Linked DNA regions of Sus scrofa: regions 1 and 2 are each linked to region 3. Evidence: chromatin contacts called from public Hi-C data. All regions are on one chromosome and are shown on one strand. Each heading gives the region's core, a stretch centred on a gene start, on an enhancer-like site or on the middle of the called end of the contact. The rest is flanking DNA. Distances are from core to core; before and after follow the strand shown. Region 1 has its middle 14 kb from the start of ANKRD28. Region 2 holds the start of OXNAD1 (oxidoreductase NAD-binding domain-containing protein 1). Region 3 holds the start of CAPN7 (calpain 7).

The links. Hi-C and Micro-C count contacts between places; a contact is called where the count stands out from the background.
Region 1: a contact with region 3 is called in a Hi-C map of embryonic fibroblasts, with 3 times the contacts expected there. The contact joins the enhancer-like site here to the promoter of CAPN7 in region 3. A contact is called at or near these places in 5 of 47 Hi-C or Micro-C datasets (embryonic fibroblasts, mesenteric adipose tissue, omental adipose tissue and 2 more) and 2 of 2 datasets of contacts at active chromatin or transcription factors (alveolar macrophages and skeletal muscle).
Region 2: a contact with region 3 is called in a Hi-C map of embryonic fibroblasts, with 2.4 times the contacts expected there. The contact joins the promoter of OXNAD1 here to the promoter of CAPN7 in region 3. A contact is called at or near these places in 2 of 47 Hi-C or Micro-C datasets (embryonic fibroblasts and liver) and 1 of 2 datasets of contacts at active chromatin or transcription factors (skeletal muscle).

What each region holds. Positions count from the first base shown.
Region 1 is chr13:3,068,843-3,073,512 of Sscrofa11.1, forward strand. It overlaps a transcript of ANKRD28 not described here. Among named protein-coding and RNA genes, the nearest start is that of ANKRD28, 14 kb to the left of the region's middle. Within about 2 kb of position 3,144, at least 12 of the 83 cell types and tissues checked have an H3K27ac peak or open chromatin away from gene starts, as enhancers often do. A contact at or near this core is called in alveolar macrophages, embryonic fibroblasts, mesenteric adipose tissue and 2 more, where this site is marked.
Region 2 is chr13:3,393,931-3,398,343 of Sscrofa11.1, forward strand. OXNAD1 (oxidoreductase NAD-binding domain-containing protein 1) reads left to right here and starts at 1,956. Exons shown (of 8, transcript XM_001925300.5): 1 at 1,956-2,241. The coding sequence starts at 1,971. DPH3 (diphthamide biosynthesis 3) reads right to left here and starts at 1,926. Exons shown (of 3, transcript NM_001243616.1): 1 at 1,693-1,926; 2 at 1,095-1,169; 3 at 1-133. The coding sequence starts at 1,800. The coding sequence ends at 68.
Region 3 is chr13:2,450,717-2,454,946 of Sscrofa11.1, forward strand. It overlaps CAPN7 (calpain 7), which reads left to right and starts at 1,669. Exons shown (of 21, transcript NM_001097443.1): 1 at 1,669-1,774. The coding sequence starts at 1,673.

The DNA of each region.
Region 1 (4,670 bases), core at 1,894-4,393, 620 kb after region 3:
CTATGGTGTAGGCTATGGTGTATGGCTGGGCAGGGAAACTGGCCCATGCTGAGACTCCCTAGACCTCAAACGGTAAAAGTTGATGCTTGGGATCTTGGACAAGCAAAATGAGGAGCAATGATGTCACTTTGCTTATGAGAATTATTAAGCATTAAAAGCTGCAAGGAAGCATAGAGATAGAATTTAATGCCTCCCTTCTTTGTGTGTGTGTGTGTGTGTGTGTGTGTGTGTGTGTGTGTGTGTGTGTGTGTGTGTGTGTGTGTTGTAGACGCACTCAAGGCATACAGACGTTCCTAGGCCAGGTGCCACAGTTTCAACAATGCCTGATCCTTAACCTACTGCACCACATGGAAACGCCCCCCATTTCTTTTTCTCTTTCTTTTTTTGTGGTCATGCCCACAGCAGGTGGAAACACAGGGCACAGGGATTGAACCTGTGCCACATTGGTGACACTAGGAAACTTCCCCTTCCCTTTCTTGTATATTACACCTTTACATAAAAAGTTGCAGAACAGAGAATTAACATTTACTTTGATGGAGGTTTATAGGAACATGGTGATCTGACCCTGACCATGACCATGACCAGACCTACATGGACAGCTGCCAAGAACAAAGGATTCCATATCAAGAAGTTTACAACAACTAACCATACCCCTATTCACCTTTCCTATAAAAGGGCTTAGTTGAAAGACTTTGAGGAGTTTGTATTTTTTAGGGCATGAGCCACCTGTCTCCTTGCACAGACTTGCAATAAACTTTTCTCTGCTCCAAACTCTGATGTTTCGGTATTATTTGGTCTCAATGTGCCTCAGGCACATAGACTTGCAATTGGTAGCACCAGGAAAAGACAGAAGCGCCAGAAAGCTTATGCAAAGAAACAGCCAAAAACTTCCCAAATCTAGGAAAGGAAATAGATATCCAGATCCAGAAAGCCCAAAGGACTCCTCAAAAAATAAAACAAAACAAAACAAAACAAAAAAACCACTTCAAGACACACTAAAACAGAGCAAGAGAAAAGTGACTCGTCACGTACAAGGGAATCCTCCTCCTAAGACTGCACAGGCTAGCTCATTAGAAAGGATGCTGAGCAGCAACATTAACACAGAAGAAAATAAAACCTTCTGGAAATGGTAAACATGTAAACAAATGCAGAACACTATCATACCATAATGGTGGTGTTTAATGCTTATTTCTAGTATAAAAGTTAAAAGTCAAAAACATTAAAAATAAATACAAAATGTGTTAATGGACACAAAATACAAAAATACGTAAATGGTGACATCAATAACACAGGGTAGGTGGCAAGAAATTACAGTTTTTATAGGAGATTAAATTTATCAGCTTAAAATATCTGTCACAGAACTAAAAGACATATATAGAACATTCTGCCCAACACCAACAGAATATACACTCTTTGCAAGCAAAGAACATTCTCCAGGATAGATGACATCTTATGCCACAAAGTAAATTTTAATAAATTTGAGAAGAAACTAATAATCCACAGCAGAAGGAATACTAGAAAATGTGGAAATTAAACACAGTCTTGAACAACCAGTGAGTCAAAGAAGGTATCAAAAGGGAAGTCAGAAAGTATTTTGAGACAAAAATGAAAACATAACATACCAAAACTCATCAGATGTAGCAAAAGTACTAAGAGGGAAGTTTATACCAAAAAAATACCAACATGAAGAAAGAAAGATCTCAGAGATTCCACTCTGCCTCAGCAGGTTAAGGACCAGACATTGTCTCTGTGAGGATGCAAGTTTGATTCCTGGCCTTGCTCAATGGGTTAAGGATCCAGCATTGCTGTTAGCTGCAGTGAAAGTCACAGATGCGGCTCAGATCTGGTATCGCCATGGCTGTGGCACAGGCCACAGCTGCGGTTTCGATTCAATCCCAGGTCTGGGAATTTCCATATGTCATGCGTCCATAAAAAGGAGAAGGAGGGAGGAAGAGTTCCTGCTGTGCAAAGTGATTAAGAATCCAATTGTGGGACGGGTTGCTGCAGAGGTGCAGGTTCAATCCCCAGCCTGGTGCAGTGGGTTGAAGGATCTAGTGATGCCACAGTTGTGGCAGAAGTCACATCTGCAGCTCAGATTCAATCCCTGGCCCAGGAACTTCCATATGCTCTGGAGAATGTTTTCATAGGTATGAAGACTAGAAACATTTTCCTAGGATATAATGGCTGTGAGCAAAGGGACAGCTAGCTATACTTGAGAAGTCCTGTGGAGAAGCACGTACTTATGAAAACAGTGAGTTTCAGTGAAGACAGGAAATGGAATGGGCTTTCTGGGAAGAGAGTAGATTCAAGAGTTATAAATGAGAACTTAAGATCTAAGTCAATATTGAAATGACTGTTTTCAGACTTCAGTCTTAAAAAACAAAAAACTGTTTCCTTTGAAAAGTATGAAAGCAAATTTTAACAAACTGAACATAACAATATGGGTAGTTTCTTAGAATATACCCAGTATATCAAAACTAAGGGGGGGGGGGCCCTACCTCATTATAAAATATGTACTACTGTATTTAGACAGTATTTTTTAAGGTTAGACTATTTTCTTCATAAAAAGGTATTTATAATTCAGACTAAAGGCCAGAATGAATTAAAGTTTTTTACATTGTATTACCTGTAAAAATATCCTACTTGATCACCTATTAGTACAATTTGGGGCTGGAATTTATGCTAACCAGCAGCATGTCTGCCATGTAACTTATGTTTACCAGGCCCATGAGAAACACATTCTCTGACATATCATTGCATTATTATTTATGTAATGAATAATCTTTTAGCAACTGTCTCAAAGACAACTTAGGCTGAATACTACAAAGTAGTAGTGTATACGATTCATATTTTAAACAGGCTGAATTTCTGCTTTCCTTTAAAAAAAACTGAGGAAAGGTTATTTGCAATTCATTCTGGTTTCTACAATGGAGTGACACTGAGATAAATATAGTATCAAGTTACTGTACTTTAAAAACCAAAGGAAGAAAAATTTCAATTTAAAAATAAGTTGCTATGGTTACTCAATGTTTACCTTTATAAGCAATAATTACATGAGCCATCCACGGAATTCCCACAAGGGCAGTAAGATCAGTAGCTGAAGTGCACATGAATTATTTCAAACACCAATTGGGACTGCATACGCCAAACTTCCACCTCAAAGTAGCTACCGTTGGGAAATACTAAAGATGATGATTCACATTCTTCTAAACCATAGAAGGGTGGAGACAAAAATACTGAAAGTAACTATTTTCAAATCCAAGTGATGACTCAGATAGTTTACAACATTTTTCATATTCTTTAGTTTCCTCTATTAAAGAGTGCTATCTAAAATTTTATAAAGAAGTTTCTATTGTTGAAAGAAGGAAAGGGTGTTTCTAATGTGTCTCAGTCATGGAATTTTTCTGCATAAATAGATTTTCATGCCCTCGATAAACATGTACAAAGTCATGCTTATAACCTAATGTTATTTCAGAATAAAACAATGTCAATTCCTTTAAAGGTAGTCAATTTTTAACTTTGTAAGTGGAAAGAAGAGGGTCCCTGTCAGAATTGATAACAAGCTCATTCTTAAATAACTGGGTAGTTAAACGTGCTATCAGTTATTGTATGACAGAAATGTTTCTTTGGCCATGCCTCTGGCATACAGAAGTTCCCAGGCCAGGGATCAAACCCACACCACAGTTGCAGCCTGTGCCACAGCTGTGACAATGCTGGATCCTTAACCTGCTGTGCCACAGGGAATGTCCAATGACAGAAATTCTTTAGTCTGTTTTGTTCACAATGAAAACATTCAGTAATATAAGAATATCTATGAAACTTTGACTGCAATATAATTTTAATGTGACCTCACAATTACCAGGTTCATCATTACATCTAAATTGGCCTACCACCAAAAATATCTACTCTTCTGTGCAACAGACTAACAAATATGTTTGTTCTTTAATATTAGGGCTATCCTAAACTAAAATAGTATGTCACATCAAACTGGGTCAAACAATATCTTTACTGTTTTTTTATTGATATCTTATTATCATCATGAACAAAAAGTAGTAAAATAAGGTAGTTCCAAGGTGACTGATCTTTACTCAACACCATCAGGTAGAACACCTGAGCTCTTTCCAGCTCTTCTGTCAGACTCAACATGGACCTTTGCATATTTCCCTTTGTAGTCACTGCAAGGCATCATATCAGACACATACTGCTATCCAAGAGAAGGGGGAGTTTCCTTCTGTGTCTACCTTTTCAGATACAAAGAAGACTTCACAGAAGCTACCTAAACTGACTTCCCCCAAAATATGACCAGACTTGGCCAATCACATGTCCCTTTCTAAACAAATCATGACCAGGCAAAGAAGGATTACTCTGATTAGCTTACACTATTAGGGATTTCTCCAAGTCACATAAGCCAGGGGCAACCAAACAAAACTGGGACATGCAAGGAAGGAAGTGGGTAATGGCCAGTGAGTAGGCAACTAACAGTATATTATTTACTATATAGAAAGATTAAATCTTGGCATTTTATTTCAATAGTTTAATTTTACCACCATTATGAGATACTCTGAGGGCTCTGGAGATTTATTTTTAAAAGGGAGAAAAAACTAATCATCAATAATTTGTTTTGGGAAGGACCAAAGGCAATCATTTCACAAATGCTACTGAGAAAAGAA
Region 2 (4,413 bases), core at 706-3,205, 940 kb after region 3:
TCTGCATTTGATTCTTCCACCTTGGCTCATTCCCAAAAGTTCAGGCTTTGAAGTCCTGAAGTCTTCTTTAGCATTTAACTAGTTCTTTGTTGGTGGAAGGGGCTGGGACTGTCTCTCCACAAGTAAACTGATCCTAAGGCGGAACAAGAAATTACATTCATCACCAAATGTCTGTGTCACAGATGCATCAATAGCAAACATTTATTTTGTTACAGATTCAATTCAGCTCTATTAAACGTAAGTTTTTCCATTCCTTTACCACTTCATCCTCATTCAATGAGTCAATCTCAGCACCAGAATCATCATCTCTACTTAATAAGTAATCACTAATATTCACCAGATACAGAGCAGCCTTCTTTATTGCCTTCCCCAAAGCAAAATGAGTTAACGAATTTGAGTTTTTAAAACTTTAATTTACAATATAGCTGCTTATTAATGTTTTTTTCCTGTTTGTTTTTGGTTTTGAGGGCAGCACTTGCTGCATATGTACGTTCCCAGGCTAGGGGTCAAATCAGAGTCACAACCACAGCAACTCAGGATCTGAGCCGCATCTGCGACCTACACCACAGCTCACTTCAAAGCCCTATCCTTAACCCACTGATCCATGCCAGGGATCAAACCCACATCCTCATGGATACTAGTCAGCCGTAACCCACAACAGCAACTCCCTTATTAATGGTTTTTAATATTTGTTTTAAAAACACAGCATTTACATAACACACTATTAGGTTTTCTTTTTTTTTTTTTTTTTCCTTTTCTTTTTAGGGCCCCAGCCCCGGCATATGGAAATTCCCAGGCTCAGGGTTGAATTGGAGCTACAGCTGCCTACACAACAGCCACAGCAATGCAGTTTCTAGGCTGTCTGCAACCCATACCACAGCTCATGGCAACGCTGGATCCTTAACCCACCGAACAAGGCCAAGGATCAACCCACATCCTCATGGATCCCAGTCGGGATCACTTCTGCAGAGCCACAATAGGAACTTCCCCAATAACACACTATTAGAAAACATTCTCCTGCGCTGACGTATCACAGGCAGACTGCTCTAGGTCTTTGCAACCCTCCTCCCACCTTTTAAAATTTGACCCCTTACTTTGTCATAAATCACTCTAATAATGAGTGAGCAGCTAGGGCACGTTGCCACGTCTTCCCCATTCTCCAAATCTTCCTACAACAAAATCAAACATCGTATGGTCAGCATAGTCTTCCCTTGGTGACCTCCTCCTTCCCCCAAACCTCCCACCTCTATGGGCAAGCTCCTTTGAGGTTGGCCTCCCCACAAAGCATGTGAGAACCAAAACACCTTCCAAGAGAAAGACCAGCCCCACTCTTCCCTGGAAGTGTCATTTGGCGGAAATACCTAGGAGGGTGAGTCAAGGTTCAGTGGCCTCAAAACCCTTAGGAAGACAAAAACACGTCTCTTCCTCCAAAGGAGTATCCCAGAAGTGGATCCTTAAGTGGATAGCGAGAAGACTGATGCCCCTCGCCATCCACACCCTACCCTCCCACCACCGGGGGCCGACTAAGCCAGAACTTGTGCCCACTGATAGCGCAGAGTCATCAACTTCGGGGGAATTCAAAAACGAATAAAGAAGGACGTGGGTAACTATAAGCCGCGCGGATCTATGGCAGAAACGCGGCAAAGGGAAAGCGCGCCTGCTCCGAATTGCCGGGCTGGATTCTGTAGCTACCTTGGTGATGCAGAAGTTATCCCCACACGGGCAGGGGTAGAAGTACGTCTCGGAGTCCTCGTCATATTGGAAGTCCTCGATCTCCACTTCGTCGTGAAACACCGCCATCGTCAATGGGACGAGCAGAAGTCTGTCACCTCCGCTGTCCGACCCAGGCCGGGGCCGGTCCCAACTTCTCCGGCGCCGGCCCAGCCGGCGTCGTCACCGCCCCCTTCCCCGGCGCAGGAATGACCGTTTCCGGCGCATAAACAATGACGTAACTATGGGCTTGAGGCCAAATGGGTGACCGGGTAGCGATCACCTTGGAGATGGCTGAGCTAGGGGGCGGAGACTTGAGTTACCGGCTCTCTCTGCTCTGTGAGGTCCCGCACCGCTCCACCCAGAGGACGGCAGCGACCAATGAAATGTGGGACTCGCTCGTGCGGCTGCTGCGTCACGTCCGGGACACAGGAAGCTCTGCGGAGCCGGGGGAGGGGAACTTGGCCCGGGAGTTAGAACTGAGTCCCCGCGGCAAAAGCGGGAGCGGAGTGGAACTTGCTTACTACGCGGGTATGGAAAGTGCGGCTTCACTTCGCGCACCTTAGACCTTAACCAGACCCCGAGCAAGGCCGCGGCCGGCCTAGGTGGCCTGCACCCGGCCCTCGGCGCTGCTAGGGAAAAGCGGGCGTGGTTTGCTGCGTCTGAGGCGGCGGCGGGAACAGCTCAGCCTCTTGGACCTCTGTCCCTGCCGCCCCAGTGGCGGACGAAAAGCTCCCTTGGAGTTTTGATTCACTGAGTGACCTTGAGCTCAGAGCGACGCGTAGTTTGTAGTTTCGGCTGCACTCGGCTGTTCAGGTACATCCCGCCTCTTCCTCACCCCAGATTATCTTCAGATGCTGTAATTTGGGCGAAAGGACCAAGCAGGATCTGTTAGGCAGGTTGAGTCCTCTTTGCCGAGCACGTAAGATTCTTAACTACAGTCAAGTGTTGCGCTAATTGTAATTCTTCCGTCAACCCTGGGAGTTTAGATGTTATTCCGTATAATTAATCTTTAAACTGAGATACAGAAAGTCAAGTATCTCGACTAAGATCACATACCTAGGAAATGAAGAGCCTGTATGTCCCCAAAGCCTAGGAACAAATTTCTTATATGAACCAGAGTTTCTTTCTGCGAAAGAAATGGCATCAACATGCGTAGTTATTATCTTGTGGTCTTTGTATACCTTGAAGCGGAGTGCAGTTGAAAGGTCATTTGTCTTTGGAGCAGTGCTTGTTCCTGTTGGTGTCAAACGGGGTTTCCTGGGTATTACTCCGTTGGTAGGCATTTATTCAAATCGTGGTAGAGACAGAATGCAGTGAAAGAAGAAATGCTGAGAAACATAAGATAATCTAGCTCTGGGAGCTGGATATTTACGTTCTTTGGGCCTTGCTTCCTCATCTGACAGAAAAAGGTTGAATTAGAGATGATTTACAAGATTCTTTTCAGATCTAACATTCTACTTTTGCATGGAAATTACAACTTTTACTTGGTTCAGCAGTCACTTCTGTCATGTTTAGTTTGTATTTAAATGATACATATGCATAATACATATGTCCACAGCCCTATGCTTATTTATGTATACACACTCAAATGTTTGCATGAAGTTATCAGTTTTGTGCACCCTAAAGTTCCACCTGGTTTAGGCCTTTTAAGGCTTGAAAACCTAAAGGCAGAGGACTCTTTGGGAGAAGATTTAGAAGTGACATTAAAGGGGTTCATAGATTATTTCAGAGGCCTCACAAACATTCCATTTTGCCTAATTGGAAATCTGCATAGCAGTTAGGAAACATTTGTTAAACATTTGTTAAGCTTGTTGAAGTTTAACTGGGATGATTCTGTTGTGAGCAAAGGAAAAATTCCAGCAAAGCCTATGTAGCTCAGAGGCTGCTCCCTGTATCTTTGTAGACACGGGTATTTCCCAGGTCATCTCTTGGAGAGAAGACAGGAGAGTGTCCAGTGTCAGTTCTGTAGTCCCATCCCAGTGATCATTTTGAGGTTGGGAACCATCTTTAGTTCTTTACTACTTTTGGCATAAGTACCTGCAAAATAAAGGTGACTTTTTTTTTTTTTTTTTTTTTTTTTTTTTTTTTTTTTTTAGCACTTGCTCGTTTGTTTTTGCTGAGCCTGTGGCATGTGGAGGTTCCTGGGCCAGGGATCCAACCTGTGCCACAGCAGCAACTGGTCTGCTGCATTGACAATGCCAGATCATTAACCCACTGCACCACAAGAGAACTCCAAGATGAGCCATTTTTGAATGTACAGAAATGGGTGCAGTCATATTTGGCTTATGGAAGTATAAATTGGTAGACCTTTTAGAAAGCAGTTTTAGAAAGGATCTATCAAAAACAAGTTGCTAGGGAATCTTAAAATCTGAGGTTAGTAAACCTAAAAGTTACAGGAGTTGGGTAATTTTTCTTTATAATTTTTTTTTTTTGGTAATTTTCCAACTTTTCTTTGTGCATTGCCTAAAATGGAAAAAGAAAAATCAGTGAACTGCATATTAATAATTAACACTGTGCCAGACCCTATACTAAATGATTTACATGCATCATGTCATTAAAACAGCTCAGTGAGGTACAGGTATCATTAATCCCATTTTCAACACTGAGAAACCTAAAATTTAGGGGCTTAAGTTTAGCTGCTGGCTTAAAAGGCAAAGCTGGTAAGTGGCAGTAAGCTACGGTGAGAACGCAAACCTGTCT
Region 3 (4,230 bases), core at 419-2,918:
AGTTATGGAAATTGCGTCCCATTTAAATGCAAGCCAACTGACTAAAAAATTTTTATTGAGGTATAATGAAGGAAAATTAGAAGTATGCGTTTAAAATGTACGGTGTAATAATAGGTCTTAACAAATGCATGTGTTTTTGGCATCACCTTCAAGACACAATACATTTCCATCGCCTCCAAAGAAATAAGAAATGCTTATAAATCTGTCAAAAGATTCTCTTATCCGTTACCAAACATTGATGTGATTTTGTCACTGGATGAGTCCCCTGAGAGTGGGCTCTTGTTCAACACTAATAAATCAATTGTCCGAGGAGACGCATGACTGACAAAGCAAAAGACTGTTGAAAAGGGGCACTTCAGCAGAGAGCAGCAGGTAACAGAAACCAGGAGAACTACTCTGCCTTGTGGCACACACTCTCCGGTTTTTGTGGTAGCAGGCGGGGGCATCAGATTTCCAGATTGTCTTTGGCCAGTCACCTTGCTCCTGCCTTCCTTTGTTCTGATCAAAGCCCTTCCTGATGGCTTATGCATCTCTTAGTCAAGGTAGTTTCCAGCATGAGTGTTTCCAGGAGGTTAGCAAGACATATAAACTGGAGTCTCCTGCCCTTCTTGGCCCCTCCTGAGCTTCCTCCAGGTTGGTTTTAGGCCCTTCACTGGTTTTGTGTTCTTTTGAAGCATCCTGATGTGGGAGACTTAAGCAAAGGTGTTACATCCTGTGTGGGAGACTTGAGCCGAGGTGCTACTACGGTGCTAGCCAGGGCAGGCGGTTTGGGTCCATGGTTCCCTAACAGCTTCACACGTTATTGATTAGATTCATCTTTTCTGGTGTTTCTTATAAACATAGTCACAGTTGTACTCTCTCATCTTAACATACAGTGAATTTCGAGTTTTGTCAATATTGTGGTGTCTCTCACTAGTTTATTTTTATTATTGCTGAATACAGAGTTTTAAAGAGAAAGACCATTAGCCAAGTAATCACCTAATTGAGTATTACAACAGCATTGTTAACCTAAGGATAAGTACACATTGTTATTACACAATTCAATCAGTACTATAACCTCGGAAAGTTATACAGGGTTAAAATTGAATTTGCGGCTATAAACTTATTAAAGAGTATCGCATAAGAATCCTATGTCCTTACTGTATTTCCCTAATTTTTAAAAAAGCAGCCCAGAAGATGGGAAGAGCTCTCCGGCACCGGGGGGGGGGGGGGGGGGGGTGGGGAGGCGGGAGTGGGTAGAGCCCCGTAAGGCGCATGCGCCCCTCCTCCCTAATCTGGCCAGCAACAGCCTCGCAGGGCACTACCACCTGCGTGTAGAGGGCGGAGGCAGCGTCCGCTCGGACGTGGCACCGGTTGCGTCGGTCCAATCCTGGGCGCAGTGGCGGTCACGTGCACTCGGCCCCGCGGAGGCCGGGCCCCGCCCACCGCCCCCGGCGCCCTGGCTTCACGGACTCGCCTTACCCGGCCGGCCGCGCTTGCGCAGTGCGACCGGTGGGCGGGGCGGGGAATGCGGCGGCCGTGGAGTCAGGCTGCCCGCCGGCTGGGAGCCGGGTCTGTGCTGAGGGGCCGGCCGCTGTCCTTCCTCAGCCGCCGGAAGTGAGCTCCAGCATTTCTGCGCGGCCCGGGCCTCGCCTGGGCAGCAGGCGGCGGAGGACCTCGCCGCGGGGCCGCCATGGACGCGGCGGCGCTGGAACGGGATGCTGTGCAGTTCGCGCGGCTGGCGGTGCAGCGCGACCACGAAGGCCGCTACTCAGAGGCGGTGTTTTACTACAAGGTGGGCTGGGGGCGGGCCCAGGTGCTGCCTGATGGGCTTCGCATCGCATCGCCGCTCCCGCTGTCCTTCGGGGGTGGGGGACGGTGGCCCCGCTGAGAGGCCAGGCCTGTCCCCGCCCCCGCCCCGGAGTCCTCCTCTTGGGCTTGGTAGCCTCTCCAGGGTCGGGTCCGTCCTGAAGGCGAGGCTGAGCTGTCAGCTCACTGGGTCTCACTGTCTTGGATGTACTCGGAGACAGTGCGTGCTCAGACGGACTCAGAAAGTCAATTAAAAAGAATAAAGCATCGGATATCCTAGCGTTTGACCTGTATCTTTGTTTTTCTACGCCTATGTGTCTACACACCTTTAAAAAAACCCCAAATCGTACTGTTTATACTGTTTTAATCTTTTCATTGAAACTTTTAAAAAGTTATGAATTTTTTTAAGATTCATAATATTACCTTGTTAGTGGATGCATTCTGTAGCTGTGTCTTGGTGTATTTACAAACTCTTCCGGTCATTTTATGTTCATTTATGAACATTTATATTTTGATCTTCAGCGTCATAATATCCTTATACTCATGCTTTACATGTTTCTTTGATATTTCATTTGGATAATTATTGGGGCCAGAATTATTAAAGACTAGGCGCTTCACAGTCCACTCTTTGCTCCCTAATCCTGAGGATTTGCAAACACAACTGTCTCGCTGCCGTCTTGCCCTGCGCCTCCCTGCTGAGGTAGCTGTATCTTCTTGATATTACTACCTTTTCTTTTAGAAGCAATGTCGACTGATTATACAGTAGTAGTAAATTTTTCCTATAAACGTATATGCTGTCATTAACGTGTGGTTTTTTTTCAGGTTAATATTTAATTGCCTTTATAATCTATATTTAGAGACTTGATGTGTTTTAGAATCATTCCTTTTGGACTTTTTGTTGACAATTTCATTAGAGTGGTATTTAAAAAGTAAAACTCTGTTTTAGTTTTGTGCAATAACTGACCAATGTTTGTAGGTGAAAATAGTGCCATTTGAAATAGCTAAGGCAAAAGAAAATACTGTGCAGTGTGCCTCTTGTTTTGCTGTAAGATTTGCTTGTTACTATGAAGAATTTCTTTTCCTTGAGAGTCAGAAAAGTGGTTGTGCTTGTAGGAGCTGTTTATGTAAACTATCAGATATTTAGTGTTTTCTGTCTTCATACTCTTCTAAAAGGGGTTCTTTAATTGTTAGTCACTTTCAAGTATAAATGAAATGAGTAAAATAAAGTTGATGCCAACAGTTTTAAAAATTGGCTGTAATATTTACATATAAGGTTATATTTTCCTCCCTCCCCTGAGATATCTGAATTACTGAAATCTGAGGAAAACGTATTTTTTCTATCCCCAATTTCAATTTGGACCAAAACTGTACTCTTCTTATTGATTTTGTAGTTTGAAGGAAACAACTCCAGCTCTAATAACTGGATCAGTGGGTGGCTTCTTTGGATCCAGATAATCAGGCATGAGGTTCTTTGAAGTACACATGCTAAGGTTACTGCAGAGAAGGTGGTAGTACCTGGGAAAGTCTCTCTGTGGACTTTCTGTGTGGTAGCATTGGTCACCCTCTCAGAATGCTGATGGTGAGAATGAAGGCATTTCCTCACTAGCCACAGCCTAACTGGCTGAAGAAGTTATGGAATAGTGGCAAGACAAATCCAGATTTTCTTAATTAAAGTGTTTATTTTATACAACTGAAATCTACCATACAGTGTGTCCCCCCTTGACAATATTTTCTGTAGAGGAAAAGATTTTCTTTCCACTGTGAGATAACCTTTAAAATCTTTTTTATTGGAGTTCCTGTTGTGGCGCGGTGGTTAACGAATCCGACTAGGAACCATGAGGTTGCGGGTTCGGTCCCTGCCCTTGCTCAGTGGGTTAACGATCCGGCGTTGCCGTGAGCTGTGGTGTAGGTTGCAGACGCGGCTCAGTTCCTGCGTTGCTGTGGCTCTGGCGTAGGCCGGAGGCTACAGCTCCAATTCAACCCCTAGCCTGGGAACCTCCATATGCCGCAGGAACGGCCCAAGAAATAGCTAAAAAAAAGACAAAAAAAAAAAAAATCTTTTTTATTGATACTTAGTTTTATTGATTATTATCTGTTCTGATGCATTCAAGACTCAGTTCACTTTTTTGGGGTGTATAATTTCGAGTCTGACCTGTTGCATAAATAAAAAAGAAAAGGAGTTCCTGTTAAGAATCTTACTAGTATCCATGAGGATGCAGGTTAGATCCCTGGCCTCACTCAGGGGGTTAAAGGATCCGGCGTTGCCTCGAGTTGTGGTGTAGGTCACAGACATGGCTTGGATCTGGCATTGCTGTGGTTGTGATATAGGCCAGCAGCTCCAGCTCCAGTTAGAACCCTGGCCTGGGAACTTCCGTATGCTGCAGGTGCAGCCCTAAAAAGACAAAAAAAAAAAAAAAAGAGAGAGAGAGAAAAAAACATATA